Regions from separate parts of the Mus musculus genome. Here regions 1 and 2 are each linked to region 3. The links are chromatin contacts, called in public ChIA-PET and HiChIP or PLAC-seq maps. All regions are on one chromosome and are shown on one strand. The core of a region is the stretch at or near the end of the contact, and the rest is flanking DNA. Distances in the headings are between cores, read along the strand shown.

Region 1 (2,970 bases), core at 314-2,813, 530 kb after region 3:
TCTGGGGACTGAATTCAGATCATCAGGCTTGGTGGCAGGCACCCTTACAGAGACGCCACGGCTTCCAGATGGTGAGGCTAGGACAGACACGCCCATGAAATCTGACCTCGACGGCTCCTCCTTGTGACCTCATGTTAATGACTCTTCAATCAGACAGCAGACGCCTTAGGTAGGGTCTATCCACGGACACTCAGGGACAAGGGTACCTGCTACTGCTTTTGCCTCCTAGGCATCAGCTTCTTCACCTGTGAGACTGACTGGGGTCATCCTGGGCTAACTGCACATCCTGGGCTAACTGCACATCCTGGGCTAACTGCATAAAGCAATAGAACTGAAAGGGCTGCAGGTGCATTCACAGCTATCTGGCTGAAGAAGATGCTAGAAGCCACCCCTCTTCCTGTCCCTTTGTCCTCTGCTCATCTCTCAACACCCCCTGCCTGCACCGCCTCTTCCTGGGTGGCCACCCAGATGAGGAGCGCTCCTGAGGCTCGTGGCAGCTGTGGTGGCGACTGCTGGCCTTGTGGAAGAGATGTTTTGTTTTGATTATAAATTTGGGGTTGTTTTGTTTTGTTTTGTTTTGAGGCAAGTCTCACTCTGTATTTTAGACTCCTCTGAGACTCACTATGTAGCACAAGCTAGTCTCAAACTTGTAGCAATTCTCCTGCCTCAGCCTTCCAAGTGCTCTACTTACAGGCTTGAGCCTCCATGCCCAGCTCAGAAATTAAGATTGTCGTTCCTCATGTGTCCCTCCCTGCCCCCCCCCACTTCCCCACCCCTTTACAGCTGAAGGAAATGGGTCACAAGCAGGGGACTTTCCAGGAGTCACTTGGTTTGCAAGAACCTGATTCTCCAGGATGGTCTTAGTCTAAGACCCTGTCCCTGTCTCCAGACACAAGCAGGATGATTTCCTGTCCTTAGGACCCATCTAGGGCCAGTGTGAACCTTCTGGGTCCTGAGTGCACCTAAAATGCTAGGGTCATCCTGGGATATGATGAGTGTAGAGAGACGTGTCAAACCATGGCTAGCTTTTTCAGTTGCCAGGGGCCACCTGCAATGAGTGGGCAAGGCACTCAATGTCAGTCCCACTCAGGAGGAGGGGACACTCAGGCCTTCGAGGTGACACTCAGCAAGTCTGAGTGTAAACGTGGACACTCCCTCTAACCTCCTCCACTCTTGCAAACTTCCCTAAGATTCAGGTCAGGAAGGACGCTTGTCCTATCTCATTGGCTTCAGGGAGATCCAAAGATGACTGGCGAGTGTCAGGAGCCTGTAAACCTGTTCTCATTAGTCATTAATGCGCTCACTATTTGTTTGTGTTTCTAAGCAGCAGATCTGCTGATCAGGCCAAACCTCCTTTCTCTCCTCGATCCTAAACAGAACTTTTGATGTGGATCTTGTCTGTTCCCATACCTAGAAGTGAATCCAAGGCCAGATCGGAGAATCAACATCTTGTCTTGGTGAACAGAGTGCTGATGTCTACCTTTTGGGCAGGGTGTAGGCCCTGAGACCAGCCAAGCGAAGGGAAGCCAGCACGGCAGGCAGGTTTCCTGCTCCAGCTAGTAAATGAACAAACACACCAGATCAATGGCCACAGGATACGCTGTGTAGAGCATTCACCTTCCTGGCAAGGGCTGGCCCTCACAGTTACAGCTCTGACTCTAGACCTTTACAAAGAAGTCCTGCAACTGGTTCTCTCTCTCTCTCTCTCTCTCTCTCCCCTTCCCCCTCCCCCTCTTCCGCCCCCTCCCCCCTCTCCTCCTCTCCTCTCTCTCAACTCTCTTTCTCTCCCCTCTTCTCCCTCTCTTTCTTCCTTTCTTTCTCCACTCTCTCCTTCCCTCCTGTCTTCTTTTCTCTCCTTCCTTCTCTCTTCCTTCTCTCTTCTTCCCCTTCTCCATCCTTTCTTCCTTCCTCCACCTTCCTGCCATTTCCACCTTTGACCTCAAGGTAGAGGCAGGAGAGGGAAGATGTTGGCCTTTGGGTACCTGTCTCTGTTAAGCAGGAATGATCCCTGGGAGGTCAGGAGCAGGATCCAGCCATCCGAAAGGGACCAGGGACTGGGGAATGATGAGCAGAACAGCAAGGAGGACCATGTTGGACAACTGTAGAGATATTGGACTAAGAGAAGCCAGAGCCTGGTGATTTAGAGCACCAGTCCGAGTGGGGAAGCCCTCTGAAAAAGGAATATTTGGTAACATCCTACTAATGCTAACAACCCCAAGCCAAGATTGGGCACAAAGGCACACTGTCAGGGAAATGAGATTCTCCAATTCCCAAGGAAAACAGGGGACATCTGTGCCACCACAAACACAGCTATGGAAGGAGCCGGTGATGGAAGGGCCCGGAGCAACCCAGAGGAGAACTTGATGCCAGCAAACTTGGGTCCTGAACAGCAAGATACTCAAGTTCTGGTGAGGGGGGATTCCATGGAACCATGTCCATCCCAGGGAAGTGGAGGCAGGAGGATCAGGAGTTCAAAGTCATTCCCTCTCTCAAGGAAGAAAAAGTCTCTGGATGTCCCTTTCTTTAAGGGAGAGAAAGATCCCTTTCCTCCTGTCAATCAGAAGAAAAGGAACGCAGACTCTCTGTGAGAGTCTCACATGCCCTGAAGGATCACAAACTCCAAGATCCTTCCAGACCTCTTACATAGACAAAGGAATGGAGCCTTTATCTAGGATCCTGGGCAATTGTGGAAACTTTCATTTGTGCTCAGTGTGAATGCAACTGCTTTCTGGGGGCAGATGACAGGGTTGCCACTAAATGTACTAAGTGTATTTGCCTAGGGAGGTAGACACTGACTCCTAAGCCCATGTTTAATCGACGGGCCCATGGATTGATTCTGTCTGCACAGAATACGCCTTCCTTCGGATAACAGTGATCCCATGAAACTGTCAGGCAAGTTGGTCTGGACAACCTAAGGCCAAGCCACAGTGAATTCCTGCTCTTCACAGAGCTTTTGGAGAAAGGCAGCTT
Region 2 (2,732 bases), core at 222-2,721, 550 kb after region 3:
ATACACACACACACACACATAATTGTACACATAATCAAAAATGAAAATAAATCTTAAAAAAGGATATATCCTTTTTCATTGCATTTATTTATACATACACACATATATGCATATACATATATTTCTAAAGTGTGTATATACACATATATATGTGCACACATGCACATGCGTAGAGGACTGTTTTCAGGATCTGGTTCTCTCCTTCCACCATATGGGTCCTAGGGATTGAACCCGGGTCACCAGGCTCAGTGATATCTCCCTGAACTATGATATATTCTAAGAAACAAAAATCATGAACCAGACAGTAGAAAAAGATGTTCGGTTAGCCTCCAGGAACTCTATATTCACAGCTGTTATGGCCTGAACCCAGACCGTGCCAACTCCGCATGGTACCGTCTAGCAGACTGGAGTGAGGTCTAACCTCAACTTGCACCCAGGATGAATGAGAACAGTGGGAGGGGCATGGGGGTGAAGTTCCTGCCCTGGGTCTTCGGCTGCCTAAGGTCTTGTTTTGCTTCTTTGAGGAGACCTGCTCCTCCCTCCCTCAGCCTTAGTGTCTCTGTTCCAGGGCAGTACCAATTCTAAGACCTTGATTAATTCTTAAGGAATATTCCAAAACTATCATCTAAGAGTCAAGACCCTGGGTTCAAGATCTGGGATGACTGGAGTATCAAGTTAGGAAGACTGGCCAGAGCAGATCAGCTCCAGAATAATAGAGCTATGAGCCCCAGACCAGCCAAAGCTGACGGCACTGAGCAGGACTTCACTGGTCTTCCGCTCAGGAAAACCCCATTCTGCCCTTAGCCAGCAGGAGAAAGAAAACAGGAAACACATGTTCTTAAAGGGACGCTGTGCACCTAGACTCAAGATGCCCTCCAGGGAGTCTGTGCCCTACATGGGGGCTTCTTACCCAGCCTGGGGAACCTGCCCTGATCGGCCCTTGAAGAAGAGAAACATTTGTCAAACTTATACAAAAAACACCAAAACTGTAGGCAGGATATTTGTAGTCTTACTAATTCCTGTGCAACCTTGAGCAAGGGGGCTCAGCCTCTCTGGGCCTGTGTTCTCTCTCTCTCTCTCTCTCTCTCTCTCTCTCTCTCTCTTTTCTCTGCTTCACACACCTCACTGGCTTTGCAACTATAAAGTATCACACACATAAAAACAAGTAGGAATGCCAGCGAGTCTTCCCATGCTCCCCACCGCTCCCCGTGCTCCCCTCCATTCCCCGTGCTCCCCACCCCTTCCTGCAAGTTCTAAGTTCCAGGATGCCTCCTCCAATTGCCCCAGAGGAGTGACTCACCCATGATGGCCCCTCTGGCATTCATCCTTTGCTTCTTCTCCTGTCAGGAGCTTGGCATCCTTCTCATCAGGTGTCTGGTCATCCTGTCATAAACTCAGAAACACCTTGAGGTCTGGCAGCCTGGCTACTCTTCATGTCCCTCCTTTTGGCAGCAGGTGTGTAAGAAGCCCTGGCTAGAGGTACAAGGCCTGGGTGAGAGAAAGCACGTTGTGACGTGCCTGAGCTCCACCCACATCTCTTCCTTTGATCCAGTTCTGACTGATGGGGACTTTTGGACTTGACCATCACAGTTGCTGGGCCCAGGTCACCGAGCCCAGAGGAGAGCAACCTGAAGTGGACTCTAGGGTCTCTTAGAGGAGACTTGGGAGGCACTCAGAATGCCTGAAGTTTTAAGAGGATAATGTGTGTACCAGCTCGTTGAGGGTGTCCACCTGTGCCCTCCATTTCCCCTCAGGAACATCCATGGTTTTTCCTTTTAAAACCGGGCCTGGGACCAATAACCTACCAAGCATCTTAAAGAAGGGCTAAGAATGGCTGGGCAGTGGCGGTGCATGCCTTTAATGTCAGCACTCAGGCAGAGACAGGGGCAGGGGCAGGGGCAGGGACAGGGGCAGGGGCAGAGGCAGAGGCAGGTGGGTCTCTTTGAGTTTGAGAGCAGCCTCATCTATAGAACATGTTCCAGGAGAGCCAGGGCTACACAGAGAAACTCTGTCTCAAGCAAACAAACAAACACAAACGAGGAGAGCTAAAAGGCCTCCTGAGGAGGGAGCATCCTGGGCTATGGGCTCAGCTCTATGAGCAGAGCAGAGCAGCTAAAAGCATGGAGATGGGTGGGTGTGAGCCTGGTCCTCACCGTGAGAACAAAATCTAAGCGGTAGATGGTAGCACCCAGGCCGAGGAGACAAGATGAGCTTGCGCCTCCTGTCTCTCTCTCTCCTGTGTGCCTGCTGACTGCAGAGGACTCTGAGCCATCCCATAAGGAGAGCAGAGTCATTGAGAGTCTGGGCCCCTGAGGCAGCACACAGACAGCCTCCTCCCAGCCAGGAGCCCACCCCAGGCGGTTCAGTCAGGGAAATGTGAGGATCTGTTTGTTTTACCAGCAAACATTACAGTGAGGCGAGTACTTAATGGGGGCAAGACTGCAGGAAAAACGGCCCGACGCTTCTAGTATCTTCTGGCCCACCTCCAACGTGGGCTTTGGAGTGTGGTCAGGTTCCCTCACTCAACCCTGATGTCATAAGTGTGCTATGTCAGAAACACAGATGAATGCGTTGGAGTCCTTTCACGATGTCAGCATGTGTTGAGTAACAAGAAATCTACAAGGTACAGCTGCTCCACTGGCAGAATGTCAGCAAGTAGCCTCGCTTGCCTTGATAGCTCTGGCCAAGGCAAACACCGTTTCTTTTTATTATAATCTTAACTGCTAATATTA
Region 3 (2,816 bases), core at 73-2,572:
ATTAACAGTGAGTCAAAGAATTGTCACCACTCAGTTTTAGGTGAGTGACCTGAAAGCAATGCCAAAAGATGTGAATCGGTGGATAACAGACACAAAATCAACCAAGCTATTGTTTAGTGATACTGTAAGACCCCTGAAGCTTGGCCTCCGCTCAAGTCCCAGGATAAGTTGGCCAGCACCCCAAAGACGGGAGAGAAAATCACACTGATGCAAACTGCAAGAGGTTTTATTATCAGCTAGCTGAGGACAAACTCCTTCCGCCATGCAGGTCAGGGGAGTTTGACCCGACCCCGATGACCCCAGTGACAGTAGGGGGCTTTTAATAGCTAGCTGAGGAGTTGGGAAGAGTTGGGCGGAGTGTCCTTGGTGAAATTTACAAGGCAGAAGGAGTGGGGAGTGAGTTCTTTCTGAATTTTTATCTTCCCCTAACCCTAACCCTGAGTCCTTGGCACAGGAAGCCAGGCAAGTGCTGGCTGGGTCTTTTACAATTATCGCATCTCTGGTTGTAAAGTATAGAAACAAAAAGGCTTTTTGCTGGCTATAGAGAACAAAGAGCTTCTTTCTAGCTGTATTTTTATAGGTCAGGGAAAACAAGCTTGGGGAAATGTTTTAGGGGCTTTACCTTTCAAGGAGAAACGCTTTAAGTCAGGGTCTCACAATACACGTGGCAAAACCACAAAGAAATACAAAGTTTGATAGAAAAGCCATCCACCTGATGAACCTAATTTTCATTGTTTTTCCCAACTATGTATCTCAGAGCCCAGGCCAGCATCCCGGCCTTTTCAGCATCTTGTCCGTTCTGTGATCTTGTCCCTTGTCCCAGCTCCTTACTAAGGTGATATAGGTCTCTAATTTTTACTCAGTTTTAAAGGACTGGACTGCAAGATAGTCTGTGAGTTGTGTAAAAGATGCAGCCTTTAAGGCAGCGTTTAAGGCTCGGACAGTGGAGTTCAAGTCGTTGCTCTTGGCTTCAGTTCCCGTCCCTGGCACAACCGTCCCCGAGTGTAGATTTTGCCTGTCTCTGCGCTGGGCACAGTGAATGTAGAAAGTCTGGGTTGGAACAGAAATGTCGGCCTGACACCTAGAGGTGTGGAGGCTGCTGCTCTGCCAGCCAGAAGGAGGTGAGGGGCATGCAATTCCCAGCAGTCACCATCATAGGCTCGCTTATCAAGAACTGTTTAGTCGCGGGCTCTCTAAATCCCCTCGCAAACGCCCTCTTTGATGACGTCACAACCCACCCTCACTTCTGATTGGAGGAGCGGCACTCGGCCGCTCTCGCGATATTTCCGTGCCAGCTTCCAGCCCTGCCTCCCTTCGCCGGGGACCGGTTTTTGGATCGCGCACCACGTTACAAGCCGCAGGGACGCGGTAGACTTGACGGGCTTCCGGGTCTCGTCCAGAGGTGGCGACGCTTTGCAGACGTCCTCGGGCACGAGGTTTGGCTCGCGGGCGCGCTGCCTGCCAGGCACGCGGGCGCGGGGGACCGACTTCGCCACAGCGCGGCCGGGGCAGCTTGCAGGCCACCCCGAGGGTGCCAGCCGTGGCTTCCGGGCGCTGAGGTCTCCATGGAGACAGACAGCCCTTGAACCACGTTTTCATCCGTCCTTCTGTCAGTCTTTGGACTCCACGTGGGAGGCGGTCGGGAAGGTGTAGATGTAGATGGGCGGGAAGCAGCAAGTGGCACCTATGGGCAGATGCCCATCAGGCTGAACCGGGATTTTCGGCTCTGGGCCGGCCCAGTTCACCCGGACACACGTTTACCCTTAGAACGCGCAGAATCACCGAGTCTATCTCTGTGTAGTCCCTAGGACTCCGGGATCAAATACTGCTGCAAACTTGCCATTTCAAATCACAAGTGTCCCCTCAGTTTCCTTCCTCAGTACTTTCTCAGTACTTTGCACGCTGGCTGCTCGTTTGGGAAATTATTTCCCTAAACTTAACCCAGAACTTCAAGGCCTTTCCTTGTTGTCTCTCTGTCTGGCTGTGTTCATTAACTTTTTTGCTTGACTGCTCATTTGCCGTTGCTGTAGTGACTTGCCGTCCAAATGGACTATAAATGCTTCAGTTTCTGGAGCGGTATGCCACTTAGCTGTAGCATGTCCTTTTAGGTACCAGGTAGCCCACCTTCCTTCTAAAAGTATATATGTCCCTCCTATAATATCTCTAGCAATTGTTAATTAAGAATTCCTTGATTTAGTTCATGAAATTTTAATAAAGCATTTACTACATGCATGAACGACTAAGGAGTTAAGAACGGGAACACTGAACACAACTATTCAGTTCATTGCAACCTTTATGGAGCTTAGTGCTAGGAAAAACAGGCAATAGACAGGTGTGCCAGTTAGTGTAATCTTAGGTAGTAATACATGCTGTGAAAGAAATCTGAAATGAATGGCAGAGGAAGCTGGGGCCAGATTGTTTTCAGGCCATACACCCAAATTTGGATGTAACTAATGCATTTTATTTAGTGCAAGGGAAAACCTTTGGGAAGTTTATAAGCAAGTGCATGGTTAGATTGCTTTGATTCTTCAGAGACAAGTAGGGACAACAAGGAAGCTATGTCAGGAGTTTAAGTGACGCATGCTGAGTCGTTTTCTGCCTGGGAGGGTCTGCAGGTAGACCATTCCTCAGTGGCCACGGAGGTCTGCCTTTGACTTAAGCTGGAATCTGTATCCTCAAAGCTTTCGTAGAATGTCTAATTATTAAATGGGACAAAAGAAATCTCTCCTTCAAAGCAGCACCTCATTTAAGGACAACATAATGAAACCCCCCATTTTCAAGGTAGTAAAAAAACCTTAAACAAAAAGCCCACAGAT

Evidence for each region. ChIA-PET counts read pairs in DNA pulled down with a chosen protein or histone mark. HiChIP or PLAC-seq counts read pairs in DNA pulled down with a chosen protein or histone mark.
Region 1: an RNA polymerase II ChIA-PET map of memory CD8 T cells shows a contact between it and region 3, with 5 read pairs. The contact joins the enhancer-like site here to the promoter of Thada in region 3. A contact is called at or near these places in 2 of 39 promoter capture datasets (embryonic stem cells and pre-B cells), 2 of 484 Hi-C or Micro-C datasets (bone marrow-derived macrophages and nephron progenitors), 9 of 115 datasets of contacts at active chromatin or transcription factors (astrocytes, bone marrow-derived macrophages, embryonic forebrain and 4 more) and 1 of 9 other capture datasets (liver).
Region 2: a contact with region 3 is called in an H3K4me3 HiChIP or PLAC-seq map of pro-B cells, with 8 times the contacts expected there. The contact joins the promoter of 1810073O08Rik here to the promoter of Thada in region 3. A contact is called at or near these places in 16 of 39 promoter capture datasets (the 3T3-L1 cell line, the C10 cell line, the SN4741 cell line and 10 more), 1 of 15 datasets of contacts at CTCF or cohesin (the NIH/3T3 cell line), 6 of 484 Hi-C or Micro-C datasets (B cells, the G1E-ER4 cell line, bone marrow-derived macrophages and 3 more), 17 of 115 datasets of contacts at active chromatin or transcription factors (acute myeloid leukemia, bone marrow-derived macrophages, cardiomyocytes and 10 more) and 3 of 9 other capture datasets (adipose tissue, embryonic stem cells and liver).

Annotation. Positions count from the first base shown.
Region 1 is chr17:83,933,999-83,936,968 of GRCm38.p6, reverse strand. No RefSeq gene overlaps it. Among named protein-coding and RNA genes, the nearest start is that of 1810073O08Rik, 18 kb to the right of the region's middle. Within about 2 kb of position 1,563, at least 52 of the 459 cell types and tissues checked have an H3K27ac peak or open chromatin away from gene starts, as enhancers often do. A contact at or near this core is called in memory CD8 T cells, where this site is marked.
Region 2 is chr17:83,916,673-83,919,404 of GRCm38.p6, reverse strand. It overlaps 1810073O08Rik (RIKEN cDNA 1810073O08 gene), which reads right to left and starts at 1,471. Exons shown (of 2, transcript NR_166916.2): 1 at 1,301-1,471.
Region 3 is chr17:84,464,714-84,467,529 of GRCm38.p6, reverse strand. It overlaps Thada (thyroid adenoma associated), which reads left to right and starts at 1,322. Exons shown (of 38, transcript NM_183021.3): 1 at 1,322-1,436.